Linked DNA regions of Mus musculus: region 1 is linked to region 2. The links are chromatin contacts, called in public Micro-C maps. All regions are on one chromosome and are shown on one strand. Each heading gives the region's core, a stretch centred on a gene start, on an enhancer-like site or on the middle of the called end of the contact. The rest is flanking DNA. Distances are from core to core; before and after follow the strand shown.

The links. Hi-C and Micro-C count contacts between places; a contact is called where the count stands out from the background.
Region 1: a Micro-C map of granulosa cells shows a contact between it and region 2, with 4 times the contacts expected there. The contact joins the promoter of Spin2c here to the promoter of Nbdy in region 2. A contact is called at or near these places in 4 of 39 promoter capture datasets (cranial neural crest, liver, second pharyngeal arch cranial neural crest and 1 more), 3 of 484 Hi-C or Micro-C datasets (granulosa cells, reprogramming fibroblasts and uterus), 1 of 115 datasets of contacts at active chromatin or transcription factors (embryonic stem cells) and 1 of 9 other capture datasets (adipose tissue).

The regions. Positions count from the first base shown.
Region 1 is chrX:153,830,235-153,834,741 of GRCm38.p6, reverse strand. Spin2c (spindlin family, member 2C) reads right to left here and starts at 2,449. Exons shown (of 2, transcript NM_001005370.1): 1 at 2,194-2,449; 2 at 502-1,551. The coding sequence starts at 1,549. The coding sequence ends at 776.
Region 2 is chrX:153,721,114-153,725,619 of GRCm38.p6, reverse strand. It overlaps Nbdy (negative regulator of P-body association), which reads right to left and starts at 2,066. Exons shown (of 4, transcript NM_027327.1): 1 at 1,683-2,066.

The DNA of each region.
Region 1 (4,507 bases), core at 1,200-3,699, 110 kb before region 2:
TTTTATTTTTATTTTTATTTTTTGTAGGATTTCATGACCACCCTGGGACCTGCTAACAAGCCTTTCTCCTTTCTCGAAACACTCCTTTGGGTATTCCTTTTTTCCCAGAGTTCATCCTTCCTGTGTGTTCATCTACCTCCCCCTTTATGAGTTGTTTAGCCTCTCCTCAAGTCATTCTTAAACTTGCACTGGGGCTCTTCTAAGCTTCTTTGTGTTCCTCTGTACTCAATTTCTTTTACTTTCCTTAAAAACCCAAGATCTCACTTTCTGTAATCTCCTCCCCCTCCCCCCACCCTACCCACACGCCTCCCCCCCCCCCACACACACACAACTGTATGTTTCTACTTCAAACACAATGCTTCCCTCAGGGAACCTCCCTTTCTTCCTCAGCACCTTTCCCAAGCATTCACCCCTTCTAAACACCCCATCCCATTTCTATTTCCTCTCCCTCCCCCAGACCATGCCAGATAATTCCCATTCAATTTTTTAGATGACTAATTATAATAATAATGGTACTTTATTCACAGGTTAATTTGACAGCTGTTTCTTCATATCCCATTCACCAAACATACTCATCTCTTACACAAGACAATGTGTTTTTACATTTAACAGGTCATGTCCACAGACTGGTAGTTTCCAGAACAAAAACAACAGCATTGCTGGCAAAGTTTCTGGGTTATCAGAAACTCTCAAGCTTTTAATACACTGAAAAATTAATGTTTTTTGCACATCTACAACGTACACATTTGTTTCCCCACACTATGCAAATTTTACCCTAAGAGTTCTTTTTCACCAAGTCATAGACATAGATATGGAAATCATCGTCAAACTTGATGAAGTACACAGAAGGCTTGGCTTTAACTTGGTGAATGACCTTGCCTGTCCTCTTGGAGCCATCTTCTTTGGTGTATTCCACATGTTTACCTATCAGGCCATCTACAACTCCTTCTGGCTCCCTGTCTGCTGGAGGAGATGCACTGGACTCTGGCATGATACGGAGGTCACCCTCTTTATAATCATCCAGAAGCTGATACATGTACAAAACGGGATCTCTCTCATAAGTAATGTAAAACCAGGCGTTCATGATAGGCGCTTGAGCCAGGACCATCCCCCTCCATTCATCCTTAGAGCCATGCTCACCCTCAAACATGTGTTCCACTGCTTTGCCAATTATGGTATTAGCAAGGCGCACATCGCTGACTCCAGAGAACGACACCTTATCAGGAAGGATTTTAAGCTTTAAAATCCTTTCATCTCTGTGAAGTTCCAGTCCATAGACACAGTCAATCCCATCATATTTCACCAGGTAGAGAGAGGGGTTGATAGGCACCTGATCCAGCACAGTCCCTTTCCACTGTGTGATCGGCTCATCTCCTTCCTTCCACCCGTGAGAAATTCTACAGCCCACGATGCTCCTACGGGATGAAGATCTGCTCCTCTGCCTCTTCTGAGAAGCTTTTTTCTTCTTGATGGTTGTAGAGCCAATGTGGTGACCTACGCCTTCTCCCATTTGCTCTTTTGCTGCACCTTTTTTGTGAGGGGTCTTCATACCTGTAAGAGGAGGAGAGAATCTAGGGAAAAACATTCTATGCAAATATTAAGGTTATTTTTCTGTGGATTAGGAAGTCCCTGTGCATGATATACATGTGTCCAGTAGCAGTATTCTATATCAAAATGTGTTTAAATGCCTGCCTGCATAAGCCTCTTTCCAGGCTTGTTTGGTTACACAACAGAGTTAGTGAAGAGATCGCTGTGGAAGTTGTAGCGCTTGAGAGCCAAGCAAAGAAACAGCCGGTTCTCTGCTAGTTCCGTAGTCATCCCAGCTGCCCCGCACCACCATCCCTATTTATAACCCCAATACCATATCTCTATATCCCTCCGTGAAATTTCTATGTCTCTTACCCACTCTCCCCCTCCTTTTCATTCCGCCCTCACTGCCCATACCCATGCTTGCTCTGTGCTCACTTCTTCATGTGTCTTCCAAATCATCCCCGTTTCCCTTTGAGCTCAGCACCACGAATCTGTTTCATGCACTGGCCACCTTTGTATAAGATTCCCCGGGTTTCTTGCTCCGTGCCCCGCCCCCCAAATCTCGGTTCCGAGTTTCCCTCAGCTCAAATCTTAGCACTCCCTCCAATTTTCCTGACAAGCAGGAACCCATTCCAATTTTCCAGCACCTAGTCCGATGCTCACCTGCTCACTGTCTGGGTTTGCAGCACTCACGTGCCCAAATCGGACAGAAGACTGTTGCCTCCGCTGCGAGCCTGGAGCGAAGGATGATCAGCCGGCAAGCAGCCAAATGAGCGCCTGTGAGAGCAGAGCCAGGAGTCTAAGGCCAAGCGCCTGTCTAGGAAAGCCGCGGGGCAAAAGAAGGGAGCATCCAGGAAGTCCCCGCTCTGGGCTTTCTCTCACCTTATTCCCGAGTGTCAGAGGCGGCAGTACCTGGGCCACTTAAGAGCTTCCAGCAGTCGCTGCTGCCACTGCAGTCTCCTCCCTCTTTTCCTAGCGTAGCTTCCTGCCCCGCGAGAGGCCGCCCCTTCCTGCCAAACACGGTTCAACAGCCTCCTCTCCTACTCCACACCGTGGTTCTAAGCTGGGGAATGTGGTCTTGTCCTCATCTCTTCTGCCAAATCAGGAGCCAGGAATTCTCCACACACACGCCAACCCTTCCCCCACACAACCCTTCTTGCGCACAGCTCCTAAGGATTCCCTCCTTCAGTTCAGGTTCCCCACCCCCACCTGCAACTCTACACTTTAGTGCCCCCAACAGCATCTGCTTTCCATCCTTCAGGAATTTGCTTTTCCTTTACCCCGTGCCCTCATGGAGTTTTCTTTATGCAAAAACTGCCTTTCCGGTTGTTTTAGGCTAGTGGAGCTAGGATGAAAAAGAAGGGGAAAAAAAACCAACAAAAAAAAAAAATGCTCTCTTCTCTCCTGTTTGTTTGACCCGATTCATAAGTAAGTTTTCTTGATTGCTCATCTTCTTGAGGACGGGAATCCAGCTACAGAATTTTATGCACCATGTGTAAGATTCTTAATCGTACATTAGATCAGCTTCACTTCTTCCCCAAACCCTTTGCCTCATCACAAAATAGTAGTTCTTATGTGCTTTGCTTCTATGCTCCTAAAAGAGCTTGCATTACTTATGCAAACGTGGTTGTTAAAAATAATCTATAAAACAATTTTGGATATTTCTGAATGTAGAGCATGTATGACAATATGAGAAGTAGACAATACCCTCACTTCAGAGTTAACATTCATTTTTTTTTTAGTCACTCTTTTAAAAGTAGAAACAAAGACCACCAATAGGGTGAAAATTTTAATTCTGTAGCACAGACTTCACTCTTATAGTCTTCAATGTATGTGTATATATACATGTGGATATTATGTTTTATGGCAAAGAGTTTCAATCATACTTTATGAAGTAAAGTTCTTCATACTGTATGAAAAACTACTAATGGTTCCCTTCAGTAGCCTAACAGGACATTTCTAAGAGGTAGTCCTTGGGTTTTTGACCTAAGTCCATATTACCCAGTTGATAAGAATATTGGGCTTGTGTAGAAGCTTAGCATGGGTGTTTACCTGCTGACTTGAATTCTGGAGACTCAGATGATGGTGGAAGGAGAGAACTGATTCCCTCAAGCTGTTCTCTGACCTCCACATACATGTACCCCCCCACCAAAATAAAATAATGTAAAAGATATTCTACAGTTTTTAAAAATATTACTCATCTTAGTATCATCTAGCTAGCACAGCTTTCTCTTACTACATTAATCTACTCTCATGAATATTAAAGAATTTTTTTATTTATTTATGAATGATCACACTGCTAGCAAGCCTAAAGGAGAATCATGAGATTCTTAAATTTGACTTTACTTGATTTCTGTTTGTTTGGTGGGTTGGATGATTTTTGTTGTTGTTTTGTTGCTGTTTTTGTTATTGTTGTCTGTGAGACAGACTCTCTATATAGCCCTGTTGTCCTGGAACTTACTGTGTAGACCAGGCTGGCCTAGAACTCACAGAGATCAACCTGTCCCTGCCTCATGAGTATTGGGATTAAAGGCATGCATCACCATACCTGGCCAATTTCTTAAATTCTAAATGCTTGTTTTATATAATACTTATCTTTTTAAAATTTATTTACTTATTTATTTTTGATGAAAGTGCTTCATGTACAAATCTTCCCTTAAAGTTATAAATGGACAATGAAAAATTGATACTTCATTTACAGACAGCTCTCAACTTACATTGGTTTGTCTTTTGTGTGTGTGTCAGTGAATTTTTTATTAGGTATTTTCTTCATTTAGATTTCCAATGCTATCCCAAAAGTCCCCCCATACCCTCCCTGCCCACTCCCCTCCCCCCACCCCACCCCTGACTCCCACTTCTTGGCCCTGGCATTCCCCTGTACTGAGGCATATAGAGTTTGCAAGACCAATGGGCCTCTCTTTCCAATGATGGCCATACTTATCTTTTGAAGCCTACTTTTTTTTTCAAAAACAATTTT
Region 2 (4,506 bases), core at 817-3,316:
ATGTTCCTTTCAGCTCCCAATTCAATGGTGCATTCCTATTCAATAACTGGGTCCACAGAATTAGGGGGTATGTTCTGTACAGCAGCTCACAGCATCAATTCTGGAACCAATGCTTGCATTTTCTTTCTTAAGCAAATCTCAACAAGGCCATTTAAGTGTCTCACAACTTGTGGCAACTTATAGGCCTATACAAACATCCTTTAGTGGAGTTGTGATTAAACGCAAGCATTCGAAATCCTTTAGAAAAAGATGGCACACACACACCAACCACACAAATTCAACAAGTATCCGCCATTACAATTATGTATGCTTTAAATCACTGGGGAAAATTACGCAGCTCTTAAACACTTCTTGCCCTGAATAGCCCCCTTTGTTTCCTAGGTGAGCATTTCTTTCCCTATTGCCTGTTAAATTACCATTTTCACTCTGAATAGAGGTTTAAAAAAAAAAAAAAAAAAAAGAGGGAAGGACCGGCCTATTGGAATGACAATCAACTGCTTTTAGGTGAAATGAGACTCCATTTTTTTTATGCTTTAGCAACAAACCTGATACCCAGAATGTTCACTCAATAATATTCATTGATTAGCTCAAATATCTATTTTACTCCTGCTAAGTTTTGGTCATCTGTCCCCCACACCTCCCTGTTCAAGGCCTAACCACAGCAAGGGCTCCATAAAGATTGAAGATGAAGAAGAACTGTGAGCCTGAGTCAAACTTGTTCATTTGTTTTCTTTTTAACATAAGCCTCATTCAAATGAGCTATTAGTTCTGTGAAAATAAGAGTTAGAGTCTTAAAACACAAATAGTCCTTATTTGGAAATTTCCAATGCTACTCGTTCATCCAGAATAAACTGCGTACTCCTTAGCAAAACACTCAAGGCCTACAGCCCTGTATCACACTTCTCTCACAGACTTAGAATTACAGCCACGCTGCCCCAGAACAATCTTGCCCTCTGGCTTTCATTGTAGAAACACTAGGCCTAAAAAGCATCCTAACCCATATGGTAGATGTCACTCACCCTTTAAGGCCCACCCACAAATTCCCCCCTCCTCTTTGATGGCTCTTGAAGACTAACAGGCTCCATCAAGAGCCATCTCCATCCTCCATGATTCCTGAATACCTTGAACAAGCACATTTTTATGGTACTTGGGTTTGACCATCATATTATAACTTGTTTTCACTTACTAAATACCATCTTACACAGAAAAAAAAAAAACCCAGTTCTCAAAGCTCACTTTACAATCTCCTCTGGGCACAGGCATTAGGCCTTTAGTACATCCTTACACTTGGTCTTGGGCTAAGCATTTTTAAATGGAAAAAATTTCAATATATACACAAAAACAGAAGAGTATAGTAAATCCCCACCCAGTTTTAATTTATTAGCCAGGGAACATTGTGTTAGTATCTCACTATACCTTGGCCTGTCATGAAAATCAAAACACTGCAGTTTTTAAAATTACAATTAACTCATGTAAAATATCTTAATTACTCACCGCAATCAAATACCTATTTCATCCAAGCATACTTTTTTTTTAAAAAAAGAAAGACTTTTCAATGCCTGTACTTGTTTCTTTTCTCTTTGAATTTGTGGAAAGAACAGGAAAACAGGGAAGAGCTGGGGAAAGGCATAATTAAGTTTCAGAGAGCCTGGATGTCCCAGATGAGAACGAAAGAATCTGACCTGATTTCGGCTGGGAAAAAAATCTATTTCACTACTTCTCCGGAGGAGGAGGGTGCGACTTGAGTCCAGCAGATGCAGGAGGAGGCGCCGAGGGGAGAGTGCTACTACCTCCACTGGGAGTCCCTTCGGGATAATCCCACCGCGGAGCCAGGACACAGCGCTTTTTTGGAGGCTTGGGTTCCCGCGTATTTCCTGGTGGGAGCGTGGATCTCCCGGAGGCACAAGGTTGGTCCCCCATAGGTATGACAGGACCAGAGCGTTAGTTTTCTCTGGTGGGCCCTGGCAAGGCCGAGATCTGAGATGGCGGATCCCCTCCAGGCACGGGGCTGGCTTCCTCCTGGTTTCGCTGTTACCGTATTTCCTGTATCCTGAGACGTATATCCCTTCTCCGCCTCCTCAGCGCTCCGTTCCCCAGCCCACTTTAACCTTTCTACGAGAATGGAATGCAAAGAGAAAAAAAAAAAAAAAGGAGCGCATTTAATAAAGTGCTTTTCCACAGCACATCTCTCTCACAGTTTAATTAGTTGTATGGAGAGTTTTGTACAATTTAATTTAAAAAAATACTAATTTGCTGTAACTTGCCAACGGGGCAGGTGTTAATCAATGAGTGTGTGGCATGGTCGCGGGAGTGCTGTAACCAAAGAAATCAAGCGTTTTACACTGCAGTCCCTTACGCACAGCACATCACAGAGCCATGAAAGGGGTACAACCATCTAGGAAGCTGTGTACAAACACGTTGACTTATTGATTACAGTGTTAAAATTGAAAACCGGTTGTGGAAAATGGACGCACAATAAATTCATCATAAACCAAGACCTCTGTTTACTTTATAATTTTAAAATTTTGTCATCTTTGAAAATTCACTGTATTTTTTTTTCTCATTCCAACAGCCAAGATCTCTTTGAAAACAGACAACGGGTGACACTCCATGTTTAATCGGCAAGATTTTATTTCTTTTTTAGGGTTATGGAAAACAATGACTCATCTTACTATTGTGGTATGTTATATTCTATGTTATATGGTAAGGAACCAGAAACAGTTACCAGAAGGTTCACAAAACAGAGAAAAAGCTTCTGAATTTCTTTGACAGGCATCGCTCCATAACCTTAATGTCTCTGCCACTTGCCTGTGCATAAATGAAACCCCACTTTTCCACTACCACCCTCATTGGTTTATAATGGAGAAATCTCAATCTATAATGTCACACAAACTCCGAACCGCCTCCAAGCTCTGTTGTATTTTATTAATTGAATTATTGGAATTTGGGTTTCCACCTATGATAATTTATGTGCAAAATGATACCACATTAAGGATAATCCGTTCAAACCAGTTACTGCCATAGCTATCTCACACCTTTAAGATGGCTGCCTTCCCCCCAAGCACCCAGCACAGTCTCTTACATAAATAAGGTACCAATAGATATTTGGTAAGATTCAACAGCCCTACGGGTTTTTTTTTTACTAAAAAAAAATTAAAATCTAATAACATCACTTCTATTTTTGCCTTTCCTAACTCCAATATGTAATATGTGCCCCCAGTTAAGTCCTTACAGATCAGGGTATCAACTGCTACTACTAGAACCAGAAAATCCTAAGGGAAAAAAACAGTGAGGAATATTAGAGAGAATGCTTTAGAACCAGAAGAACATTTGTACTTAAACATGATAGCAGTCAACATCCTAGGAGTAATAGTTGAAGTTATGGGTGTGGGTACTATGCCAAGAAAAAAATAGAGACAGAAATAGAACTGAGTACAAATGGAATTCTGGTAGGTCATGGCAGATGGAAGAAAAGCTGTGACAAAGTTAAAGGAAAAGTAAGCAAAAAAATCAGAAGGCTGTAGCCTAGAATTTCTAAAACTTATGCTGATGACCTCTGAAAGTAGATGTTGTGTGTGTGTGTGTGTGTGTGTGTGTGTGTGTGTGTGTGTGAGAGAGAGAGAGAGAGAGAGAGAGAGATGGTGACCTGTCAGTACACTGTAGGGTGTTTAATAATATTCTAAGCTGTGACTCTACCAGTAGTACTTCTTGCACCTCAGTTATAATAACCAAAAATACCACAAAATATTGCCAAATGCCTTTCTGGGTAGCTGATCATCCTTAGTGAAAATAATTAATCTATGCCTTATCTTCTACGGTTGCATCTCATCGAATGTTAGTCCTTCACTCCAATGAACACTGCAGCTGTTATATTGTTCAAATTAAAGACCATATCAGTTCTCAAAATAATTAGCCTTGTGATCTTTTCATGCACGTTCCAACTAAAAATATGCAAGACCACATATATCAATCAGAGCAAAGATTGAGGTCCAATTGTTTCATTGCTATAGTTTTAGCAAGTTTAGAGAGATGAATGATAAAATGACAAGAATTAAAATTTCTAGCAATATCAGGAAGGTTTGATGTATGATAAGTTTGTCTTGATGTGACACAGTTTCAACTTAGACTGCTATAGTCACTCTGTACTATTTATAACATGACTAGATTTGTTTTGAGTTTTGCCTTTTTTTTCAGACAGTGGTGGTTTGTATATGCTTGGCCCAAGGAGTGGCACTATTAGAAGGTGTGGCCCTGTTGAAGTAGGTGTGTCACTGTGGGTGTGAGCTTTAATACCCTCATCCTAGCTGCCTGAAAATCAGTCTTCCACTAGCAGCCTTCAGATGAAGATGTAGAACTCTCAGCTCCTCCTGCACCATGCCTGTCTGGATGCTGCTCTGATCCAACCTTGATGATAATGGACTGAACCTCTGAACCTGTAAGCCAGCCCCAATTAAATGTTGCCCTTATAAGAGTTCACGGTGTCTGTTCATAGCAGTTAAACCCTCT